Linked DNA regions of Gossypium hirsutum: region 2 is linked to region 1. The links are chromatin contacts, called in public Hi-C maps. All regions are on one chromosome and are shown on one strand. The core of a region is the stretch at or near the end of the contact, and the rest is flanking DNA. Distances in the headings are between cores, read along the strand shown. Region 1 holds the start of LOC107951392 (GEM-like protein 1). Region 2 holds the start of LOC107951138 (14-3-3-like protein B).

Region 1 (5,827 bases), core at 2,410-4,909:
TGAACACAGTAACTCCTTAATTGCTTTCTTTTTTTTCAATCAACATTTTTCTAAAAACAGTCTTGTTCGGTCCTGCACCAGAAGCATGAACTTTTCAAGATTCTCTACTATATCACCGTTGGCTTTCAAAGACTTTGCAACAGCATCTCGAAACTCCGCAGCTAGCTAGGAACCGAAAATATCTCTCCCATTCTCTTCTCCTTACCGAATTAACTAACACCAGTAGCGGTCTACGAATAGATTTTAGTTTATGCAAGTGATGAATAGAGGTGTTTGGTGCAATCGTTTGCCATTGATCATTACCAAGCGACTGATCTAACCTTTGAAAAAGATTTCCCCTACTCCAAGTGTACATATAACCCTAAAAACCCAAATTAGTCAATCCAAACAGAAACACAAAGGAATTAAAACGACTACATCCGGCTTTACATGACTCAAACTCGTCTCGTCTTTGCTCACAACTCAAAATGGCATCGAAGTCACCCGCGATTAACCACAGATGTTCAACATCCACAGCAATTGCTGCCAGATTCTCCCATAAAAGTTCCCCCCACTGTTTATTGTGAGGCATCAAATTGAAGGTAAGATATTGGTTAAATTTAAATGTAATGGTTGAACCACTCTCAAAGCTTTTTTTTATAAATTTATTCATTTTTTGGTCCACGCGCAAATCTATCAAAAGTTGATCTGACAATGACATGCACATTTCAAGACGTGTTGAAACTAATACTGGACTCCTATCAGCTTAAGCTTTAAGCCATCCCATTTAACCAATACATTTATTAGGAATGAGTAAATACGAAAATAGGACCCACTTCTTCTTCTTTTTTCTTTTTTGGTACATCTGTTAGTCCAAGAAAAGGGGGACTATAAACTAATAACTACTCGGGTTCTCCTAGGATTCTTAAAGAAGGTTGAGGGCAGGTGGAGGAGATAAAAAGGGTGAAAGAAGGAAATTGTGGGGACTGACTATATTTGCATAATTATTAGGGAGAGGAAAATTAACCTTTCATTGAAGGGCTTAGTCAAAAATTGCAATTGAACTGGAATAAGATAAATTTATTTCCTGGTCAATCCAATCTAGTTCGACCTTAATTATTATTTATTAATTAAATTTGGTATATAATATTTTTATAAATATATAAATACTAATAAGGAATCATTGGTATTGTAAAAGGTAATGTATATATTAAAAAAAAGTATAAATGAACACACATCTAGTATTAAACCATTCAACAAGCCGATACCTTACAGACATCAGTAAAACATATCCACCAACAACTGACGAGTTTAGGAAACAAAGGAATATCGGAATATAAATGCAAATGTAAAACAAGACTATGCTATTTCAACTCTGACAAATCTGGCTCAACATATTAACATCATGAGCTCCGGGCTGGCTGCAATGGTCGTTGAAGATTTTTAACAGCACTGTCATAGTGTACAAAGCCCATGAACCAAAATTCATGGTTGTCAACTGATATTATCTGGATGTATTTCTCAGCTGAGTTTGCCTTGCTTGTTGATGGATTCACTGCCCTTAGTTGATGTAATGGAATAGCCACCTAAAATCACATTAATAACCGTTACAACAAGTTTAATTAAGGATCAATAAAATTTGCCAAACAGCTGAGTCACTTGTTGGTAAGATGCCAGTTTCATAGTTCTAGCGATCAGGGATCAAAATTTGACAAACACGGACAAGCAGAGATGTATCTTTGACAAATCACATACACATATATCCTGATAAACCAAACAAGAGGAGGACATTCAAATATTTCCATATTTTTGGAGAATTCCTTGAAGAATCATGTCCGGATATGTGTTGCATAAAGGTATCAAACAAGGGTACTGCTACAGAAAAAGAGTTAGAAGCAATTTAGAAACTCTATATCTGGATTTTGTCACTGAAGGATATTGGAAAGGAAGAAACAAAACACACGTTACGGAATATCTAACATTCGTATTAAGATGGGGTACATAAACTACCTCAGAAAAATCACTTATTTTACAACTCATTTCAATAGCCTTACCTATTCCATTACCAACTTCTCCTTATTAATAAGTTTAAGCAAACACAGCTTTAACTACAAAAGCACTAACTCAAAAACTAGCACTACGGTAACCAAGCAGGAAAAAGAACAAATCAAAGATGATGAAGACCTTATGAAACAAGGGGACTACAAAACTTTAGCAAATAACTCGAACAGGTCATAAGTCATAACTGCAGATGCTTATTTAAAAGCAAAGGTTTAATCTAACAAAGCATCCGGGATCGGCAACTTTTGGTGGAACCACATAGATGATAGAAATAGAATCATCAAGCATTGAGCCCACGATATGCTAATTTCAAAACATGTAATCAATAAAGGGAAAAAAATCCATAATTCATGTCCTTTTAGTGATATATGGAACTGCCTGGGAATGTAAAATCTAAAAAAATCAGTCTACACTCAACCCTAACCAATTAGACACAGATGCAATGACTTGACCAACTGAAACGCATAACATAAGCTCTTATACCTTATAGTAGCTCCATTGAGTCTGAGCACCAACTTGGTAAGACAGAGGATTGTCGCTACAAAAAGCAAGCTTTTGACTTGACAAATATAAAACTCCCATAACAGGACCAGCCGAGGTGGACAAGTAACATGCATAAGTCTTCAGAAGCTGTTCCTCAGGAGCAGTCTCAAATGTTGTTCGGAAAATCTTGTCATAACCACCTTCTGCAAGAACTTTGGTACCCTGAGCAATTCTTCCTACAGCAGCATCAGCAAAACTTGGCCCAGTTTTCACTGTTGCAACAACAACAACAAAAAAAAAAACCCATAAACTTACTAATTATATATACTTCATATAACATAATCCAATCAACTGATATCGTGTATTGAGAATACCCTAATGCTATACATTTGAAATGTATAAACTATTAAATAGATATTCAACAAATCCATAATTTTGAAAACTAATCTGATATTTACATATATTTATTTATCCATGATTTACAGTATTTTTGAAATCCAAATTCAAACACTACCTAAAATTCATATTAAAAATTCAAGAGTCACTGAGTCTATCGTGCAGGGGAACCAAGGGTGGTCAATAAAGAGAAATAATTACAATGTTGCGACATGTTCCCAGCTATCTCTTTTGCCTTCTTAGTATCCTCCGCCGCTTTCTTTCCCAATTTCCCTAACACCTCTTTCACTGCTCCCATCTTATCTGCTAAACGAAAGGGCTTAAATATGAATGGTATTCAAATAAAAAGAACAAATTTAGTAGAAGGTGAAGCAAGTGGGTTACTCTTGACGGAAGATGATCGAACCGGAGCAGGAGAAACGTAAGGATTCGACTCAGCCGGCATGGTGGTAGCAGCGCTGCCAGAGAACGTCGCCGGCCCTTGATTAGGCTGCGACTGGGAACCCATGGAAACGTTAGTCCAATTCTCCGGTGGAGGAGCGACGTGCTTGGGGTCTAATTTCGGGTACGGAGCGTAATCGGAACAGAGAGGCGGCACTCGGGCTGAGTCCGAGGATGTTGTGGACTGTTTGGCTTCGGGGATGTTGCTAGGATCGGACTCTGGCTGGCTCATGATTTATATATATGGATGTTGGGATCAGAAGAAACAGAAATGGAAAATATTTTAAGGGGTCAAATCGTGAAGGAATATTGTAGGATTGATTCGTCGTGGGGTTGAATTTGGTTACGTTTGTTTCGCTGTATTGGATTAGAGGTGTATTGGATTAGAGGTGTAATAGTAAATTAACTGTTTGGTTAAATGTAATGGAATAGAGGCGTAATAGTAATCTTGTGTTTGGTTGAATGGAATAGAGGTGTAATAGCATAATGGAAAAAACTAAAATGACTAGAATACCCTTACCATAAATTTGTTTTGGTAAATGATTATTGTTATTGTTATTTAAATTTTAATAAGATTATTATTATCAATAATAAATAATTTAATCATATTTAAACATAATTATATTAGATATATTATAATTAAAATATAGAATTTAATAAAATTCTTAATAATCAATATTCTTATATGAATTTACTCAAATAATAATATATGATACTATAAAATATAAATTAATATAATTATTATTAAATATATTATAATTAAAATATATAATTTAATAAAATTCTTAATAATTAATATTCTTATATGAATTTACTCAAATCATAATATATGATACTATAAAAGGTAATTTGAAATAATTAATATTAAATATATTTTAATTAAAATATATGATTTAATAAAATTTAAAATAATTATAACTAATAAATTATCTTATATGAATTTGTATAATTTAAAATAATTATTATCTTAGTCAAAATATGACTAATTTTCCGAAGCATGGGAAGAGGATTTATCTAGTAATTTTAAAATTTATCTCAAAAATGCTTAAATTAATAAATTGCAAAAAGAAAAAGAAAAAATCGAGAGGTATTTGGGTCAGACTCAAGTTATTTCCAAAATGTGTTCGGATGCTTAAATTAATGAATGAAAAATCACATAAGCGATAAAGTGGCAAAACATTTGCATATTATACAGCTTTAAAGAAACTTAGAATACACAACAAATGATGTTTGCATTCTAAAATATGGTAAAAAATATATTGCTTTAACGAAAATACAACAAAACAGATCCCAATACCATGCCCCATGGTTCTAAATTTACCCACTCTTACTTCGACCAAGCGACCGTATCGATTTCAGCTTGTGCACTCCTATATAATTCCAGTCTCTTCGCAAGAGCGGATCGGCGTTCCATGATTGCTGGATCCTCATTCAGTAATGCCGATAATCGTTTTTGCTACAAAAGAAATTTCCCAGAAATCATTCACTGATCATTTGTTTCACCAAAATAAGTAACAGACGGTAAGTTGACTCTTATAAACCTTGAAGAATACTAAACTCAATGTCAAAAGATAGAAAAATAGCAGGCAAATTTTATTTGGTACATGAACAATATAAGCAAAGATGGGAATATACCGGAGTTTCACTCATAGCCTTGTGAACCAGATCCTTCAGAATGGAATGAGTCTGAAAAATGTAACAAATGAAATCAATCCAATTTGAAGCATCAGTCTATGACCAACATGATCCCTAGTAAACCGAGACCTTAATAGCAGTTAAAAATTATCAACATTTTTTATGTAAGACAACTAAATAGTAGAGGATAGCAAGAATATTGATACACATACAATGCAAACAATCAAATTAAAGCCATCATTTATTGTACCTGAGAGACCAGCCTGTTGAGATTAGTGTAATTCATTGGTTACATGTTGTCGTCTGTATTTGTGGTCTGGAACGTCCAACAAATCGAACAAATCCTGAACCAAAAACCTTTCTCCTTCTTTGGTGGTGCTGCCTTGGTATCCCTCTTGGCAATGAGATCAGCCATGAACTCAACAACAGCCTAATGTAGAAAGAAGTTGAATGAGTTAGTAGCTCATAAGAAATCAAACAGGAAAGGTCCCAGCAAGTTAAATTTGTAGCTAGATTAGCATTACCTGAGCACCCAATTTGATTACTTCTCTTGGTGGAACTTCCAGGGGAGTCTCATCTGCTCGGAAAACTCTCAATTTCGACAATAATCTGAAAGACTCGGGTAAAACTCTGATCTGGTTGTCACTTATGTCCAACTCTTCAAGCATCTCAAAGTTTTTAAATCTGAAAAAGTTTTTCCCCACATTCAATTGATCTCAAGAACCAAAATAGATATTGAAGTAGGACAATACGATGAGACAAAATAATTTGTTTGTTTTTCCTCTTAATGTCATCACAGTACTCTCTTGCAAGCACATTAACCTTCCTTTGA
Region 2 (5,154 bases), core at 972-3,471, 250 kb before region 1:
AGTTGAAATGACTCCAAAAACATAGAAATCATCAAAAACGGATTAAAAATACATACCTAATTGAAGGAGATAAGATTTTCGTAAGTTAAGCACAAAAATGGCTTTCTTCTTTGTGAAATTCGGTTGAAGAAAAAGGATACAAAATGGTGTTTAATGTGGTTTTATTTATTATTAACTTTAATTACCTAATTACTTAATTAACCTTTATTGACTTTTCAAATTACACAAAATGCCAAGCCATTATAATCCACTATCACTATTATGGGTTAATTACCATGTAAGGACCTCCACTTTAAGGCTCTATAGCTATTAGACACATTTAGTTATTAGAACATATCTTTTACATTTTACGCGATTTAATCCTTTTTATCAAATTAAGCACTCAAACGATAAAATTTGTTAACGATATTTTCACACAATCATACTATCATGTTGTAGAGATTAAAATAATAATAAAATAATTATTTTGACATCAGATTTGTGATCTTGAAACCACTGTTCTGATTTGACAAAAAACGGGTTGTTACATATTTATTTTTAGGGTAAATTCTCTAGTTGATCACTCAATTTTTAGGGCACTTTAATTTTGGTCATTTAAAATGAAATCCTTGCAATTTGGTCACCCAACTTTTAGAGCGCTTTCATTTTAGTCACTCAAGCAGTAAACCTCTGATGGTGGTTAATTGTAGACACCACATCATGTTTGCATTTTCATTTTGGTTACTCAACTTTTAAGTTGCTTTCAATTTGGTCACCCAATAAATATCTTTTTTAAATATTGATTCGGGTAAAAAAACTAAGGATTAAAGTTTTAAAAAAGGTAGAAACTAATATAATAAACAAAATTTATCAAATTGTACTTGTTTATCTCATTGCCGAAAGTTCTAATTTTTTTTTTGAAATATAAATTTTTAAATATTAAGATTCAAAATTATAGTAACAAATCAATTTACATTATTAATAAATAAAGAAATTTCAACAAGTTATTAATTTATTTTGATGTTTTAAAATTATTTTACAAAAGTATCAATGAAACTTATTGTCTTTAATAGTTGTTTACGAAACTCAAATTTATTTTAACTATATAATCTTGAATTTTCTATGTTAATCTAGAAGTAAAGAAAAATCCTTACAATTAAATAAATAAATTAATTTTATCTACCATGCCAAGCAATAGTCATAATTTTTCATCACTTATTTACCCAAGCATAGAACAAACAATTAATTTAATTAATTTCAAGGATATTTTTCTTTACTTTTAGCTTAGCATGGAAGAATCCAAATTATACAATCAAAATAAATTTAAGCTTCATAGACAATTATTATATATAAGTTATTTGTTGATTTTGTTAATTTTAAAATTTAAAAGGAGAATAAATTAATTAATTTTAATATTATAATACAAATCGATTGACATTATCAATGGATAAAATTGTTTCAATAGTTTATTCAATTTATTTTGATGTTTTGAAATTTAAATTTTGATATTAAAAAATAGAATTTTCAACAATAGAATAAACAATTACAAATTGACAAATTTTGTGTATTATTTTAGTTTCTACCTCTTTTCACTTTAATCTTTAATTTTTTACCCTAATCAATATTTAAAAAAGATATCTTTTAGGTGACCAAAATAAAAGTGTAAACATAATGTAATGTGTATAATTAACAGTCATTAGAGATTAAATATTTAGATAATTAAAATGAAAGCATCCTAAAAATTAGATGATCAAATTGTAAAAATTTTATTTTAAGTGATTAAAATAAAAATACTCTAAAAATTATGTCACCAACTAAGTAGTTTAGCGTTGTTGTTATACAAAGTGGTCTGCATTAAGATGCAGTTCCAACTTCATCCAGCCCATTGGAAGCGTTTTAAGCCGTATCCATATTTTAGCATAATTCATTCCATAGATAGGAATTTTTGAATAATAAATATTTTTAAAAAGTTGGTGTATTATATTATAGCAGAGGAAAAGTTAGAGCTTTAAAACTTTTATTTTGGTTGGCTGGCCTGCTGCAACACAAGGAAAGCCGCCAAAAGGAATACAATTTAAAAAAACAAAGGCCAGCTGGAGAGAACTATAAACGACGAAGCCTTTGATAGAGTTTGATTTGATACTCGCGTTGAAAACGTTATCAGTCATGCTCAAACGACACCGTTTCGAGCTGGATTAGGTCCCACTTATTACAGGCAAATCTTATCTCCAAAACCGCCCAATTCCATTTTAAATCCTGAATCATTAGTTTTCAAATCCAGATTCCCCAACAAAACCATACTTTTCTTCGCTCAAAAATTCAATAATAAGTCTATCTTAATTAAATAAAATTAAGAAAAACAAAAAACCAACAACCAATTCTATTCTCATTTTTAGTTACCATTATACCCTCCTCAACCTTGCGTTAAAAAAAAAAAAAAACCCCTCTAAATCTTCAGGCCTTCAGCGTCCCTCCCGAAAGCGAAGGCAAAAAAAAAAAAAAACTGAAAAACGTTCTCTCCCTCGAAACCCACCATTACGGCAAATGGCGACGACGGTCACCGGCAACCTGAGCCGCGATCAGTACGTTTACTTAGCGAAGCTATCCGAGCAAGCTGAGCGCTATGAGGAGATGCTTCAGTTCATGCAAAAGCTGGTCCTCGGCTCAACCCCAGCCGCTGAATTAACCGTCGAGGAAAGGAACCTTCTCTCCGTCGCCTACAAAAACGTCATCGGATCTCTACGTGCCGCGTGGAGAATCGTTTCTTCCATCGAGCAGAAAGAAGAAGGTCGAAAGAACGAGGAACATGTTGTGCTGGTTAAGGAGTACAGATCCAAGATTGAATCCGAGTTGTCGGAAGTTTGCGCTAGTATCTTGACTTTATTGGAGTCGAATCTGATCCTCTCTGCTACTGCTAGTGAGTCCAAGGTTTTCTATTTGAAGATGAAAGGAGATTATCATCGCTATTTAGCGGAGTTTAAGGTTGGTGATGAGAGGAAAGCTGCTGCTGAGGATACTATGTTGTCTTACAAGGCTGCTCAGGTAACATTTTAACTCTAGCTCAAGCTTTGACTGAATAGTTGAATTTTACAGTACAATTTTGGATGTTGACTTGGGGGAATATGACTTTACGGTTGGGGCTTCGATTGTGAAACCTCTTTCATATTTTCTTCTTCCAAAGTTGATTCTTTAGATTTTTGTGTTGAACTGAATGAAGGATATTGCACTGGAGGATCTAGCACCGACGCACCCTATCAGATTGGGGCTTGCGCTGAATTTCTCGGTGTTCTACTATGAGATTCTCAATCAGTCAGACAAGGCATGTAGCATGGCTAAACAGGTGCGTTTTCCTGTTATTTTTGTTACCACTTTATCATGTTTTATGCTATAAATCCACCATTTAGTTTAATCTGGAGCCTATTAGATTAAAGTATGAACCAGCATTAGTTAAATAATTTTTTGTTCAGATAATTGCAAAAAGATAGCTCCATTTGTATTTGTTTGATTCTCATCATTCTATTACTTTAAACTCACTTCTCATTTTGAAAATTTTGAACTTGGGAAGAAACTAGTGTTAAATCAGGGTGTTAGCTATAGTACATAATGTTTTTTGATGTAGATCTGCTAAACCAAATCCTTATGAGCAATTAAGTCATATATATTTGGAGGGTGATATTCCATATCCGTGTCTTAATAAGTCAGATACGGGTGTTTTAAGAAAAATGAAGAGTTGAACAACATAGTAAGATGGTAGGTCAGTGAACAAACTTGAAATACTTAAAGAGTTGTAGTTAGATAGGGAACAAATTGGTACAAGATTTCCCAAATTTCAATAGATTTGTGCTGGCCGACGAAGAATTGTTTCTTTCTTCTCGCTATTATCTTGCTTATGTTTATGGGGAGAGAATAAATGGAATGAGGCTAACCTCTGAAATCATTGCAAAATAACTTTCGTAATTTGTTTTAAAACATTCTTTGTGATATTCTTGGGTGTCGATGCATGGTTGCTTGTCATGGTAAGAATAAATCATAAATTAATTTCGGAAATTCATTAAATATGGCTTGTTTTTCTTTAAAAAAGGCATTTGAGGAAGCCATTGCTGAGCTTGACACACTGGGAGAAGAGTCATACAAGGATAGCACTCTCATTATGCAACTGCTAAGGGATAATCTTACTCTCTGGACTTCGGATGTGCAGGTCATTGCCCTCCCTTCCTCTACCCTTCCTCTTCCCCTCTGAAGCAGGAGCTTGTTTTATCTATCATTTTTATTAATGCTGATTACATTATTATGTTGTTTTTTTGTTGTTCCTTTTATTGTAATTGGCCCAGATGATTAGTTCTTTTTAAGGTTTAAATCTAGGGCAAGGAATAAAGTCTTATTTGCAGGAAAGGCTAGTATAAATAAGTTACTAAGCTTTATGATCAACATTATTCTTATTATATTCTTTGAATGAATAGAAAAAAGACCCTAAAGGTTCCCTATACCCCTTCGTTTTTAAAAGTTTCAACTTTCTACTCGTTTTTCAGTCCTAATTCTGCAAATTTACCATTGATTTCCCCCTAGTCCACATTATCCTCACCCATGTTAGCCCCTCTCAAGGGCACACACAAACTCCATGCTAACAGGGATTTTGACACATGCATTAACCCATGCCTAACTCAGTGTGATGTTGATTTTCATGCAGGACCAGTTAGATGAGCCGTAGAAGGTGTGTTATAGCGGTGTTGGTCCTATTCTTCATCTGAAGGAGGTGGGCTTTGAATGTCATTTGATTCTCTGATTACAGTGTGTAATTTAAAAAATGGGAAGCAACCCATGGCAATGATGTTGCTATATTCTGTACTGAACTTGTTTTTGGAATGTGGAAGTGATTTTTATTAGAGTAGCATTTGGGCATTATTTTTTTTTTTGTTTATTTTATCTTCATCGAACAGTTAGTCGTTTCCTGAATCACTTGTCTTCCAATATTTTGGGTTGAATTCTCTGAAGTATCGGGCTAAGTTAGGCAGGTTTGCCTACAGTTTTGTGCTGTCTTCTTTCAAAAAATGAGATGCCAAATCCGCTTCCTTCCACGGTGGATGATAAAGCGGTGTTAGCAGTGGTTTTGGTGTTAGACGATAGAGAATCTCGAATCTCACTGAGAGAAAAGAGGTTTCACTTTCACATCGTATA

What was found. Hi-C and Micro-C count contacts between places; a contact is called where the count stands out from the background.
Region 2: a contact with region 1 is called in a Hi-C map of leaf, with 5 times the contacts expected there. The contact joins the promoter of LOC107951138 here to the promoter of LOC107951392 in region 1. A contact is called at or near these places in 7 of 34 Hi-C or Micro-C datasets (hypocotyl, leaf and seedling).

What each region holds. Positions count from the first base shown.
Region 1 is chrA02:16,930,194-16,936,020 of Gossypium_hirsutum_v2.1, reverse strand. It overlaps LOC107951392 (GEM-like protein 1), which reads right to left and starts at 3,659. Exons shown (of 4, transcript XM_016886441.2): 1 at 3,304-3,659; 2 at 3,121-3,222; 3 at 2,524-2,795; 4 at 1,169-1,565. The coding sequence starts at 3,592. The coding sequence ends at 1,383. It overlaps LOC107952560 (a long non-coding RNA gene), which reads right to left. Exons shown (of 4, transcript XR_005907823.1): 2 at 5,520-5,827; 3 at 5,246-5,425; 4 at 4,471-5,046.
Region 2 is chrA02:17,181,383-17,186,536 of Gossypium_hirsutum_v2.1, reverse strand. It overlaps LOC107951138 (14-3-3-like protein B), which reads left to right and starts at 2,221. Exons shown (of 4, transcript XM_016886073.2): 1 at 2,221-3,021; 2 at 3,197-3,319; 3 at 4,061-4,177; 4 at 4,667-4,867. The coding sequence starts at 2,524. The coding sequence ends at 4,687.